Linked DNA regions of Mus musculus: region 1 is linked to region 2. The links are chromatin contacts, called in public HiChIP or PLAC-seq maps. All regions are on one chromosome and are shown on one strand. Each heading gives the region's core, a stretch centred on a gene start, on an enhancer-like site or on the middle of the called end of the contact. The rest is flanking DNA. Distances are from core to core; before and after follow the strand shown.

What was found. HiChIP or PLAC-seq counts read pairs in DNA pulled down with a chosen protein or histone mark.
Region 1: a contact with region 2 is called in an H3K4me3 HiChIP or PLAC-seq map of the 230-238 cell line, with 10 read pairs. The contact joins the promoter of Bcl2l12 here to the promoter of Mybpc2 in region 2. A contact is called at or near these places in 2 of 115 datasets of contacts at active chromatin or transcription factors (the 230-238 cell line and pro-B cells).

The regions. Positions count from the first base shown.
Region 1 is chr7:44,993,812-45,000,229 of GRCm38.p6, forward strand. It overlaps Bcl2l12 (BCL2-like 12 (proline rich)), which reads right to left and starts at 3,768. Exons shown (of 7, transcript NM_029410.3): 1 at 3,652-3,768; 2 at 3,067-3,181; 3 at 2,733-2,875; 4 at 552-638; 5 at 369-460. The coding sequence starts at 3,173. It overlaps Irf3 (interferon regulatory factor 3), which reads left to right and starts at 3,837. Exons shown (of 8, transcript NM_016849.4): 1 at 3,837-4,097; 2 at 4,894-5,066; 3 at 6,081-6,252; 4 at 6,343-6,413. The coding sequence starts at 4,902. Gm15545 (predicted gene 15545) reads left to right here. Exons shown (of 2, transcript NR_045266.1): 2 at 172-790.
Region 2 is chr7:44,521,826-44,528,728 of GRCm38.p6, forward strand. Mybpc2 (myosin binding protein C, fast-type) reads right to left here and starts at 2,844. Exons shown (of 28, transcript NM_146189.3): 1 at 2,746-2,844; 2 at 1,006-1,083; 3 at 496-582; 4 at 155-303. The coding sequence starts at 2,764. Spib (Spi-B transcription factor (Spi-1/PU.1 related)) reads right to left here. Exons shown (of 6, transcript NM_019866.1): 6 at 4,170-6,432. The coding sequence ends at 6,134.

The DNA.
Region 1 (6,418 bases), core at 2,518-5,017, 470 kb after region 2:
TGGCTCTTGGTTCTGGCCTCTTCTTTTGTTTGCTGTCCTTTGTTTTTCAGTGTTTAACTTGGGGGAGAGGGTGATGGAGACAACGTTAAGGTAAGGACCCCAGCCTGCTGGGCAAGGGCTCTGTCACCAAGCCAATTCCTAATGAAGCCTCTGGTGGCTTCTGTTGCCTAGGTCCCACTGCTTGTTGATGGCCCATGAAGGACACTGGTGTTAAGTCCTGCTGCGGTGAGGCATCAAGGCTCTTGTGAAGATGCTCTGATGTTTACTGGAGCCCTGGAACCACACCCAGCATCAAAACAAAGCAGCGCCAGCGTCTGCCCCCTATTCCACAACTGTCCTCTCCATAGCGTGGAGTAGAGGCTGGTCACCTTTTGGTTGATGACTTCTGCCTCTTCCTCCAGCAAGGCTACCAGCCGCCTTAGCAGGGCTTCCTTCTCCGTGGGTGGGGGTCCCTGGAACTCTGGGGGTGGGGGGCAGAAGAGAATTGGACTGGGAAGGGCCCTGGCTTTGCTCCTACCATCACCCCTCACCAGGGCTCCTCTGCTGCTTACCTGAACTGGGCGGGGACTTCAGTTGCTCCTGCACCAATTGTTCCAGCCGCTGGGCAACCAGGGCATAGAACTCGGAAGAGGCTGGGCCTGAGCAGAAAGAAGCAGCGACGCTTTCTGTTTACAGAACACGGTATTTATGGCGTCTCTCCTAACCATCTTGCCACACAGCAACAATTTCCACTTCACAAAAGGATACACCTCGGCCATGAGACGTTGGTAAATAAAAGATATTAAATGAACATCCTCAGCCTTTCTACTTTGTTGCACCCTCAAATCCAACTGAGAATATTCACGCTGAGCTCTGGAGACCATTGCATCCAGTCAGGACAGACATGCAGCGTTCCTACCATCACCCCCTAGCCCTTGTGCAGTTCACATGCAGCAACAGACCACAGGGCTCGTTTTAAGTAAGCCATCTAACCAGGCACGCCTCTTTAGAGTTATTTTCAAGTTTTATGTGTGTGTTCTGCCTGCATATGTGTCTGTGAACCACTTGGGTGCCCAGTGCCTGTGAAGGCCAGAAAAACAGCATCAGAAGTTGGAGGACATAACAGTTAAGAGAACCGGCTGTTCTTCCAGCAGGCTAGGGTTCAATTGGGTGGTTTTCCTGCACAAATGTCATGTGCCAAGTGCATGCCTGATGATGCCCTCAGAGGCCATAAGGAGGCCCCTTTCCCTAATCCCTAATGTGTGCTTTTCATGCTCCATTTATGTGCTGTTGGGAACTGAATACAAGGCTTCATGCATGCTAGGCAGGCACTCGACTGACTCAACTTTTTGTAGTCCAGGTCGGCCTTAAACTCACAGCAGTCCTCCTGCCTCAGCCTCTCTCAGGTGTTGACTGCAACAATGTGCTACCACACTTGGGTTTGTTGATCACCAATCAAGTCCAAAGATCCCTTCCTCCAGCCTCTTTCTGTTACTTAAAAAGGAGGAAGGATGCGCCCAGTCAGATTACCAACTGGCCAGGGAGTTACGACTGACAACTACACTTCCAGTCTCTTGTGCTGGGGTACTGGAGCTACAAGAAGAGCCAGAGAAGCACCCAAAAAGGAAAAAAGATAAATCACCCGAGGACGGTGCCAAAGCACCTCTCCCGGGTCAACCACGGAATTGCTCTGTAGAAGTCTAAGCTGGGGCTCCACTTTATTGTGCATGCCTGTGATTTCAGTATGAAGTAGGCTGAGGCAGGAGGGCTCCAGCAAATGTGATTATGTCTCAACGATCCTTTTACTGTAGCCCTTAAGCAGTGCACCCCAAAATCCATCAAAGGGCTAGCCAGCCCTTCCTTCCAGCCCTAGCCTAGGAACCAAGCAGGAGCTGTCAAAATGGTGGTACCACGACATCCCCTCAGCATACAGCCTTGGTGAAACACGACTGCAGGGGGCGTCCACAGTGGTAGCAGCATCTCCATCCTCCCTGAGCAGCACCGCAGAGATGGCACCTCAGCCAAAACGGCCTGCAACCAAGGAGGACTGACTTCTCATCCTAACCCATGGGCCGGCCCACTGCAGGGGAAAGGCAATGGCAAAAGCTGCCAGGCCCCAAGCTTCCCAAGCTGGACATCTCTGCCCTGAGAAGCCACCCTCTAAGAAGTCCCAGATAAGCCCCATCCTTTGTCCAATTCCCTGCTGTCTGATCCCAGGAGCAGAGGGCGGCCAGCCATGGTGTCCTCACTCCACTCTGGACTCTCCAACAAATCTCTTTCATGAGATTTTCTGCCTGGTGTGACTCTCTCATCGGAAGAAGCCAGGAAGCAAAGAAGTGGAGCGGTGCTGAGGCTCTACTCCCTTGGGAGCCACAATGCCTCTGCTGAGGAGACTTCCTCTCAAAGCTGTAAGGGTCCTGGCCCCCATGTCTCAGGATACCCCTCCATCGGGACACGTCCCACCTCAGCGCTGTGTGGCTCTTGGGCCCCCAGTCTCAGGCATCCCTTGCACTGGGACCCCTTCTCCCTTCAGAGCTGCATGCTTCCCGGGCTTTGGAGCCCCAGGGTACCTCCTATCCAAGCACAAACACTTACACTTACCCGCTAGAAAGAGGTGTGACAAAGACTTGAAATGGTTATGGCTTGTGCTGAAGCTGAACCGTGTTGACTTTATAATGGGTCCTGTCTGGATTTTTTGGAACCAAAACTCCTAGCCCTGAAAGTTTCACAAGTGACCTGAATAAATCTCTTACCAGGCTCGGAACCATAGCAGGGGCGGAGGGGAAGGAAGTGGGGCCTAGAGGACTCCGTGGGGGGAGCTCCTCTCCCCAGGGGACAAGGGAGGCATCTTCGGAGGCGGCTCAGGAAATCTGTTGTCTCCTCTTGGGCAGGACTCCTAGGGACAAGAACCTCGGAGTTATCCCGAAGGGGTCTGGGCAAGTGATCCCTTCATCCTTTCATGGAAGATCACTCTTGAAACTCAGCCCAGGCACATGGAGTTAGGTCTGATGGGAGTAGATAGGTTTGGACCACAAGACTCAGGAAGATCTTCCCATCAAAGGCTGACGCTGGGGGAGTGGAACTCACCTGGGTGGAGTTGGGACAGGGGACCCAGCGACTTCACCGCGCTTAAGGAAGGCCGTCAGAACCTTCAGTGTGTCCTCTCGGAGACCCAACTCTTCAGAGCCGGCCATGGGGGTACCTGAGGCAGAAGACAGAGGATGCACCCAAGTGCAGGGATAACTCAAACTTCTGAATCACTGAATGAAGAGGGCGCCTAACTCCAAGGAAAAGGTGGTTTTTAAGGGCCAGTGGGGCAGTTGATTCAGTTGAGGAGAAACGGTCTGAATTACTGAGTCTAAGAAAGGAGGTAAATGAGTGCTTGAACTCTTGCAGGAAGGAGCGGGAAGGGGGTTTGGAGTTCCCTCTCAGCTAGCAGCGCCAAAGAAGGCTCGAAGACCGTAGAGAATAGGGAACTACTAATCCTAGTATGCTTTGCGGCAAACGCTGGTCCGATTTCCCCACTTTTCACCGAGCAGTCTGCTGGGAGATGTAGTTCCAATTTTACCTCTGGCGTGCACCGGGAGACCCCGGGTGCTTGGAAGTCACAGCTTGGCAGGACTGGCTGTGGCCTTTCCTGCAACCCTGTCCCCTCCCTGGCACCCAGCTCACCTGGCTCGCGGTTGTGTCCCCGTCGCACTGGCGTACACGCTTTCTCACAATTTCTACAAACTTTTACTTCGGAAGTTCAACTTTCCCACGCCTGCGCACTGGGCCGACACGGCAACCGCCCCAACGTCGAAGGGGTGGAGCCTTCTTTTGCGGTCATTTGCATATGGCGTTCCCAGCATGCCTGTAGGCGGAAGGCCAAAAAAGGGCATTTGAGGGAGTTAGGCCTGCTAAGCCGAAGTGCGCTCCGGGATTTCTTGACTTTATTTCGTCAATGTTGAGAAAAACTTTTTATATCTCAAAATATCGTTAGAAAAGGAAGTCCCAGCGCTCGGAGGCTTAGCTGACAAAGAAGGGGGTTGCGTGGCTGCGAGTCTCAGAACTACTGTTTGGGAGCCCCAAAACCACTGCTGGCACCCGCGCCGCACGGGCGCCCAATTCCTCCCCTGGTAGGTAACGCGGAAGAGCCGGGAGGGTGGCGGCCTCAGGGCGCAGGATCGGGCAAACCTGTCGCTCAGAAGCTCGGCTACCGAAAAGCAGAATGGCCACGCGTTGTAGACGGAAGCCTGCAGTCTCAGCATCCAGGCTGGAGGCAGTAAAGATTGCTGTAAGTTCAAGGCCAGTGAGCTCCAGGCCAGGCTGGACGACAGAATGAGCGCCAGACCAACATGGGTTAAGCGATTTGAAGACCAGCCTGAGCTACTGAATAAGTTTGAGGGTAGCCTGGGTTACAGAGTGCATTCGAGGCCAGCCAGGGCCACAGAGTGAGTTGAAGACCAGCCTTGGCTACATAGCAAGTTCAAGGACAGCCTATGCTACATACTAAGACCCTGTCTCAAACATCCGTAAAAACAATATAGGAACAAAAAACAAAAAAACAGAAGAAGCGACAGCACCTGGGAAAAGACTCTGGAAATGAGTAAGGGTTTTCTGCAAGGGTGAGGCGGTTGTGAGAGCAGTTAGGATCCTTTAAAGACGAGGGAAAGAGGACTCCACTCTTGAAATAGGGTGCCAGCTTTGGATAATAGGAGTTTACATTTAGAAAAGGGAAGGAACCTATGGGTAGAGTTCATATAGAAGACTCTGGGGGGTAGGAGAGGCGGTCCCGTTGGATTTGGAAAGGTGGGAAGGAGTTTCCCGTTTGTACACAATGGTGAAGGAAGACCTGTGTTGTGGCGGGTCGGAGAGGTTTGAGTGCATTTGCCCCGTGACAGACAGGCTCAGGAACTGTCCTGTGGTGCGCAGGCTAGAGCATGGAAACCCCGAAACCGCGGATTTTGCCCTGGCTGGTGTCACAGCTGGACCTGGGGCAGCTGGAAGGCGTGGCCTGGCTGGACGAGAGCCGAACGAGGTTCAGGATCCCGTGGAAGCATGGCCTACGGCAGGACGCACAGATGGCTGACTTTGGCATCTTCCAGGTGCTGGGGGAAAGATTTCAGACGCATTTCTGGGTGTGGCTGGACCAGGGCAGGGGGTGGGATAGGACTGGAGGGACAGACGGGAATTGATTGGCAGATTCTAGGAACAGAATCCTGAAAGCCAGGTTGCGTTTCTTTTTTTTTTTTTTTTTTTTTTTTTTTTTAAAGATTTATTTATTATTTTATGTAAGTACACTGTAGCTGTCTTCAGACACACCAGAAGAGGGAGTCAGATCTTGTTACGGATGGTTGTGAGCCACCATGTGGTTGCTGGGATTTGAACTCTGGACCTTTGGAAGAGCAGTCGGGTGCTCTTACCCACTGAGCCATCTCACCAGCCCTAGGTTGCGTTTCTTAAGAAACGTTCTGGAGCAATGGTTCTCAGTCCCTGGGACGCGACCCCTTTGGGGGTTGAATGACCGTTTCATTGAAAAATAAGTATTTTGACTTCTAACAAAACTACAGTTATGTAATAGCAATACAAATAATTTTGGGGCTGGGGGATCACTGCAACACGAGGAACCGCATTAGGATAGTTGAGAACAGCTGTTTTAGAGGGCGGGAAATCTTTAGGAGTGGGCTCTTGATTTTAGAACCCTTAAGCCTTAAGAGTTGAGACTGCCCTCAAGAGGTGTTATTTGCTTCCTGAGCAGCATGGTAGTAAGAATGTGAGGTGGCCTGGGGTGAGGTACCAAGTAGATAACTAGAATGATGGCTTAAAAAAAAAAAAGCCTTGAAGGTGGACATGGTGACATGAGTTTGTCAGCACCGTGGGCAGGGCAGGGCAGGGTGGAGGGTGAGGTCTCAGCTTGGAGCCCACCTTTGGTTATAATGTGTGAAACCCTGCCTCAAAATCAAAACGATTTTTCTTTAGTGTGGAAATAGTGGGAAAGTATGAGAACGGAGGTCCTGGGGGCTCTGTCATGAACCAGAAGTGGATGGTGTGTGGTGGGAGGTGTCAGGGCCTCGGGCCAGAGTCTAAGTCGTCTTGTTGTGGAATCCCTGATATTTCAGGCCTGGGCAGAAGCCAGTGGTGCCTACACCCCGGGGAAGGATAAGCCGGACGTGTCAACCTGGAAGAGGAATTTCCGGTCAGCCCTGAACCGGAAAGAAGTGTTGCGGTTAGCTGCTGACAATAGCAAGGACCCTTATGACCCTCATAAAGTGTATGAGTTTGTGACTCCAGGTGCGTGTGACAAGGCTGGCCTGGGGGTCACAGAAAGCTTGGGATCAGGAGGGTCTCTGCCACCTACACGCTCACTTCCACTCTGGACAGGGGCGCGGGACTTCGTACATCTGGGTGCCTCTCCTGACACCAATGGCAAAAGCAGCCTGCCTCACTCCCAGGTGAG
Region 2 (6,903 bases), core at 1,594-4,093:
CAGTCCCCAAATTCCCACCCCGGCCCCAAAGCACTGCGCCAGCCGGCCCTAGTTAGTCCGCGCTGTAGATCTCAGTCACCCTCTAGGGGGTGCCATAGCTCCACGAGCACCGGCTCGGTAGCCAGACCCGCCTCTGGTCCCGTCGGGGTCTCACATTGCTGGTAGAGTCATGAGATTCCTTGAAGATGAACCGGGCTCCGCTCTTGCTGCCCAGCTCCTGCCACTTCCCCTTGAACCACTTGATGGTCGGCTTGCCTGGGAGCTCCTTCCCGTTCACCTTGGCCAGAATCACCGCGTCTTTCCCTGCAGGAGAGAGGTAGTGAGGAACCCAGCACTCCAGAGACTACCCTGAGCTCAAGACCCCGGGATCCAGGCCTAACTCTCCACCCTCAGATCCAGGAGTCCTCCCTAGTCCTCCTCCTTCAGATCCAGGGGTCCAGACTGAACTCTGGTCCTTCAGACTCAAGTTCTAGATTGTTCTTCCCAAGTGCTCACCAGTCTCCACTGACACAGAGTCCGGCTTTTTCAGGAAGATGCCTGTGGGCTCCTCCGCAGTTGGGGATTGGTCCTCAGGTGGGGCCTCTGCTCAGGAGAAAGGATTCGGGAGTCAGCATTGATCGGGAGGGGTCAGTAAGCAGAAATCGTAGGGATGGCTTGGCTTTTAATCCAGAAGGCATAAGCTTTGCTGGCCCCCTCAGCCCCTAGGGCCTCAGATTCCCCATCTGTGGACCAGCAGGTTATGGTCAGGATGGTCTTGAATGGACTTCGGTATAATAAAGGGCATGTAAATATGGGCACAGCCTTTGGGAACTGGGCAAGAATTGCTTGAGACATTGCTCAGAGTAAGATACCAGCCTGGGATGTCGGGAAGCCAGGAAGGACTGTGGCGCTCTGACCCTGTGTGGGAACAGCTATAGGAAAGAGGCAAGGAAAGTCTACAGCAGTGTGGAGAAGGGCGGGGGGGGGGGGGGCGGGAGAGCTGGCAGAGCCCTGGGGGCACCTCACCTTTGGGGGGCTCTTCAGGAGTCTGCTTTGCAGGGGCTTCCTTTGGGGCATCTTTGCCTTTGGAGGCCTTTTTGGCCGCTGTAACATAGACATTGAGAAAATGGTTCTCTCCCCAGAATCCAGAGGCCAGACCCAAACCTTCATTCTCAGAACCAGGGGTCCAGGCCTCAAATCTTCTTCCCCAGACCCTCTTCCCTCAGATGGAGGTAGGTATGGTGGGGTACAGATCCCCCATTCCAGGCATAAGTTGATCCCAACCCTGAGTATGGAGTCAGGTTCCCCCTCCCCTTGTAGCCTCACCCCAGGCTCTGGCCATCAGCCTGACCTTTCAGGTTTGGGGTATAATTAGCCCTTCCCTTGGGCTGGAAACTAGACACTGGTGCTGACCACAGCAGTCTCCCTTGTGGTGCGGGTCACTGATCCATGGGTCAGTCTGTGCAAGGGAGCTGGTCTCTACCTCAGCCAGACTGGGCTGACCCCAGGGGAACAGCCACCTAGGGGTAGGTGACACCAGGGCTTGTGTGCAGTGCCCACTTCCACAAAAGGAGAAAGCCCTAACCAGCATATAGACTATCCCTGCCCCCTAAGGACCTAATGCCTCCCGTGCCTAACTGCACATGAAGAGAGACGGGGGTGCTGGGACATGGCCAGTATTTGCCAAGCAGGTAGGAGGCTCTGGATTCCTTCCCCAGCACAGCAGGAAAAAGAGGGCCCCACCCATGGAAGAGAGACACACGATTCCTTCACAGAAGTCCAATGCGCACACCAAAGGGGTTCTCATATTTACACAGAAGAGTATCGTTCCATGCACATGGAGTCCTGTTGTGTCCATAGAAGCACCCTATGATCCTAATCTTCACTCAGTGAGGAGACTCAACTACCTCGAGGGTGCTCGCCCACCTGGAGAGGACCCTGTCCCCAAGCTGAGCCCCAGCAATGCACAAGCAAGATCCTGTCAGCCTCAAGAAAAAGAGACACCCACATAGAAAAAAAAAATTATATTGCCAGGCCATGGTGGTGCACGCCTTTAATCCCAGCACATGGGAGGCAGAGGCAGGTGGATCTCTTGTGAGTTTGAGACCAAGCTGGTCTACAGTGCTAGTTCTAGGACAGCCAAAGCCAGGGATACACCAGAGAAACCCTGTCTTGAAAAACCAAAAAGAAAAAGGGGATGGGGAGAAAAAAGAAAGGAAAGGAAAGAAGAAAAGGAGACACACACACACACACACACACACACCCCCAGCAGGGTGTAGTAGCCCATGCCTGCCGTCCAGTCTTGGTAGACTGAGGCAGTATGATTTTAGGACTTCCCAGCCAGCCTTAGCTCCGGAGTGAGTTTGGGGCCAGCCTAGGCTGCAGACTTTGAGGACAGCCTGGAGGGCTTGGGGGCAGGGGTGGGGTGAGAGAGCAAAGAGAGAAGGGGAGAGAGAAAGAAAACCGAGGCCAATTTATAATTGCACAACTGAGATTTCTACCCAAGATGGGTCTCCCAGTCCCCGAAGAGGAAGGGGACTCCTGACCCTACACAGACAATAGACCTCATGGTCCTGCATTAGGAAGGGACCCATCTGTGCACACAGAAAGGGTCCCTCTTCCCCAAGCAGGAAAGGAACCTACACTCTACCTAGATGTAGGAACAGGCAAAGGACCCCCTCCTCCCATAGTAGAAATCCCCTTGTGTGCACCCTACCCTCCACCCCATCCCCACCCCCACCCCCAAGAAGGTTTCGGGCCAGCCACCTGGTTTAGCCTCAGGCATGTCGGCGACCTTCTCCTGCTCCCAGGACTTGGGACCGCAGTGGCTCTAACCAGGCCCTAGCAGGGACAGGTGGGTCTCCAGGAGGAGCCCTTTATGGAGTCTCGAGACTCCCAGGAGGCAGCGCAGGGCCGCCCCGCATTCCTCTTGCATGCTCTAAAGGGCGAGAAATAGCGAGCAGGCAGGAGTGGAGGGATGCCAAGGCCCTAGTGGGGATGGGATGTGGTGCTTAGACACCTGAGTCTGTGGAGGTGCAAAGGTGAAGACTGCGTGACCGCAGAAAGAGGGGAACTGGAACCCCAGAGTCTGGGGGCACAGGGGTCCAGATTCTTAGGTCCTGGATGAAGTGGGGGGGAGAAGGAGGAACGAGAAGTGGCCAGAGCACAAGATGGGGAGAGGGGGGAAGCAGAGAGGGCACTTGTGTGGGGGCAAAGAACGAGGAGGAAAAGAGAAAAGGAAAAAAGGGAGGGAAATCCTGGGTCTTGGGAACGGGCGTGGGGGGCTGGGAGTCTCAGGTGCACGGGGCAAGCGGGGCGGGTTCTGGAAGCCTTTCTTAGCCCCAGTCAGGAGTTTTCTAGAAACCAGAGACGGGAAGGATAGTCCGATTTCCCCCGCGTAGGCAGGACGGGTGCCGGCCTCAGGGAAGAGTTCTCGGTGTCCCTCCCGCCCTATTCTGATCCGGGTCCCAATGGGAGCGGCCTGGCCGGCTGCCCGTCACCGGCCAAGTGCAGAGAGGCCGGGAAGGCCCTGGAGAGCTGCCCAGGCCCGGCTCCTTCCCAGCACCAGAGGGGAGGAGCGGGTAAGGAGGAGGAGAGGGACACTTGGGGAACCACAGGTGTGGCTGGCCCAGAAGGGTGTCAGAGGAAGGAACCAGGGTATCGAAGACAAGCTGTCCTCCCCCCCCCCTTTTACTCTTTGTGTCCCTCCCTCCTTTCTACTTTCAAAAAAAAGATCCCCTAACAGCCGGAAGCTTCCTGGCTTCTGGGGGCACAAAGTCCTGTCACACCATTGGTTGCAGTGCAAAAACTTCCACCTCGCTCCCTAGGGAGCAGGCAAGTTGCACAGCAACCCATTGTAGTAACACACCCCTGTAACCCGGAATTCCAGAGACTGAGCTGAGACAGGGCCATTGGAGTGACTTCAAGACCAGCCTGAACTACAACGTAAGGAAGAGCCTATCTTCAAGACAAAAAAACAAAAACCGAACAGTCAGATGTCTGGAATGGAGGGGTGAGCAGAAAAGCAAGGTGGGAAACAATGGTTTCCTCATTCAAGCCCTAGCCTGGCCCACCACCTTCCTTTCTCCCTCCCCCTCCCTCCCCCTCCCTCCCTATGACTGCCACAGTCTCAGAAGAGTTCATGTGGAGGTGCAGGGGACAGTTCCTAATAAAGGGTCCCAAGACGGCTTAATTTTGATGTACACTTTATTTATTATGCATGTATAGTGGTGATGAGAAATAATTTTATTTAGTACAGTTTAGCCTTGACCACATGGACATCTGGATCTTCCATGACCCTGTTCCCCCTCCCGGCCACCCACAGAGGTGAGTTCCGGTGTGTCACAGGCTCATTGGGGAGGCTCATGGGGTTGCAAAGAGTTTTAAGGGCCTCTTCATCGTCTGTTTCTCAGAGAGACGGAAGCCTGAGTGCCCCCCTCCCCTCACTCAGGCTTCAAAGCTCTGGGTTCTGATTCTGCTGTGGATGCCCAAGACAAACCCACAGTTTGAGCCTACTTGGCCTGTAGCACTTGAACGGAAAAGACTGGGCCTGAACAGGCGGGTGTGAGGAAGTCACTGGTGTGAGACAGACAGGCACTGAGCAGGGTCCTGGGCAGACACCTGGACAGAGGCCGGCCCCAGAAAAGCTGGCCAGAAGTCACCAGTTGTCCAAAGATTCACACTTAGATATCTGGGTGGCGGGAGTGCTTTCTAGCTTGACAGATCACTATGAAAGCGGGCTTTCCTCCAAAGAAAGCACCTGCAGGGACTTAATTTGCCTGCCTTGTGGGTGGGGGTTGACCAAGTCTAGAAGTCTGTCTACCCATGGCGTGGGTAAGCACAGAGTAGTAAGGTATGTTCATAGTTCCAGACGCAGAGGCAGGAAGAGTGTCATGAGCTTGAAGCCAGCCTGGGCTACACAAATAGACCTTGACTTAAGAAAAAGGAAAAAGGGCGTGGTGGTGCACGCCTTTAATCCCAGCATTTGAGAGGCAGAGGCAGGTGGATTTCTGAGTTTAAGGCCAGCCTGGTCTACAGAGTGAGTTCCAGAACGGCCAGGGCTACACAGAGAAACCCTGTCTCGAAAACAACAACAACAAAAAGACAAGACAATGGAAAGAAACAGTCACGTGGTGCGCTGCCTGACATCTGAGCATTCTGGCTGAGGCAAGGGCTCAAGGTCTTCCCTAGCTACACAGTGAGAGTGAGTTCAAGACCAGCCTGAGCTACATAAGACTCAATCTCAAGAATAAAAGGCACCGGCCTTGCCACAGCCATACCTCTGCCACACATCCCCCTCAAACACAACATACAGGTCGCGCCTCAGTCAGTGTGTGAATGCAGGGCTGCTGAGAGCCTAGAGAACTTCCCATATGATCAAGGGATCCCAGAAGGAAGGGCCCAACCTATAAGGTTCACTGAACCTCCCACCCTACCTTACCCAGCCATTCATCTCGGACATAGGTCCCAGAGGGTCCCAAGGGGTGCCTGAGGCAAGAGGAGCCTGAGGCAAGAGGACTGCCACTAGCTTGAGAATAGCCCAGCCCGGGTTACATAGTAAAATCTCTCAAAAAAGGAAAAAACCTGGTGTGATGGTGCACCCTTGTCATCCCAGCACTCAGGAGGCCGAGGCAGGACGATTGTTAAAAGTTGGGGGGCCAGCCTGAGCTACATAATGAGACCCTGTCTCAAACAAACAAAAGTCATAAACGGACGCAGAGAAAAGTCACACACAGGTGGCACAGGGTTCTCAGAGAGCTCCAAACATAACTAGACCTCAGATCTAACAAGGGCTTCAGGGGGAGTACAGAGGGACCGACCTATCTGGCCAACAAAACAAGGGTTTGGGGGGGGCTGTAGACAGCGCCACCTGCTGGTGAGATGTCATGTGAGCTCACAGGACTCGCAAGAACTGCGGTTTCTGGAACCGTAGACGACATCAGGGCTCCCCCATCCCCCCCCCCCCCGAGAAACCTGCCATTCTGAAACCGTGTAGAATGGCCAGTGCTCCCTCAAACACGACCATCCTAGATTGGAATCCTATACACGGCACAGGAAACTCTGGGGAGGCTCTAGGGAGAGCTGAGAACCCTGACTGCCCTCATATGGGGCTCCATGGGACTTAGGGGCCAGAAAGGGGTCCTTAGCGGAGTGCTCAGACATGCCGGGAGGCTGGCAGCAGCGCGCTGTCAAACTGGTAGGTGAGTTTGCGTTTGACCTTGCGGATTTCGCCTGTCTTGGCATAGTTGCGCAGCGCTCGGGCCAGCTTCTGATACGTCATGCGCTTGCGGTTGCCCTTCTGCTGGCCCCAGCGGCGAGCCAACAACTCCTTGTGCTTGGAGGAGAACTGGAAGACGCCGGCACCTGGCTCCACCCACCACACGCACTCGCGCATGTCCCCGCGTAGGAGCAACCCCAGCAAGAACTGGTACAGGCGCAGCTTCTTGCGTGCACCTGCAGGGTGTTGGATACCAGCGTTAAGAGGGGGAAGTCCGTTAAAGGAACCCCCAGAGCTACGGCCCCTCGCCACCCTTAGTTTTCACAATGGAGTTGGGCCTGGTTGGCTGCAACTACTCCAGAGGCTGAGGAAAGATCACCAAGTTCAAGATCAGCCTAGGTAACTTAGGGAGACTGTCTTTTAAAAGTAAGAGGGTGAGGCTTGGCTCAGTGATAGAGCCCCGTGCCTAGAATCCCTCCAGTGAGCGCGGGAGTATAAATAAGATGACTGGTTTGACATACGGAAAATTGAGGTCCAACAGAGAATAATTGGTTTGAAAGGTTGTCAGACACAGAGGCCTAAGGGGAGGAGGATTGTAGGTATATATTGGGTTTCCTTTGGCTGTTACTGTGTCTTTGTGCACAACGGAAACCCAGGCACAGAAAGGTCGATGCCCTTGACCAAGGTCACACAGGCAACAAGCAGCA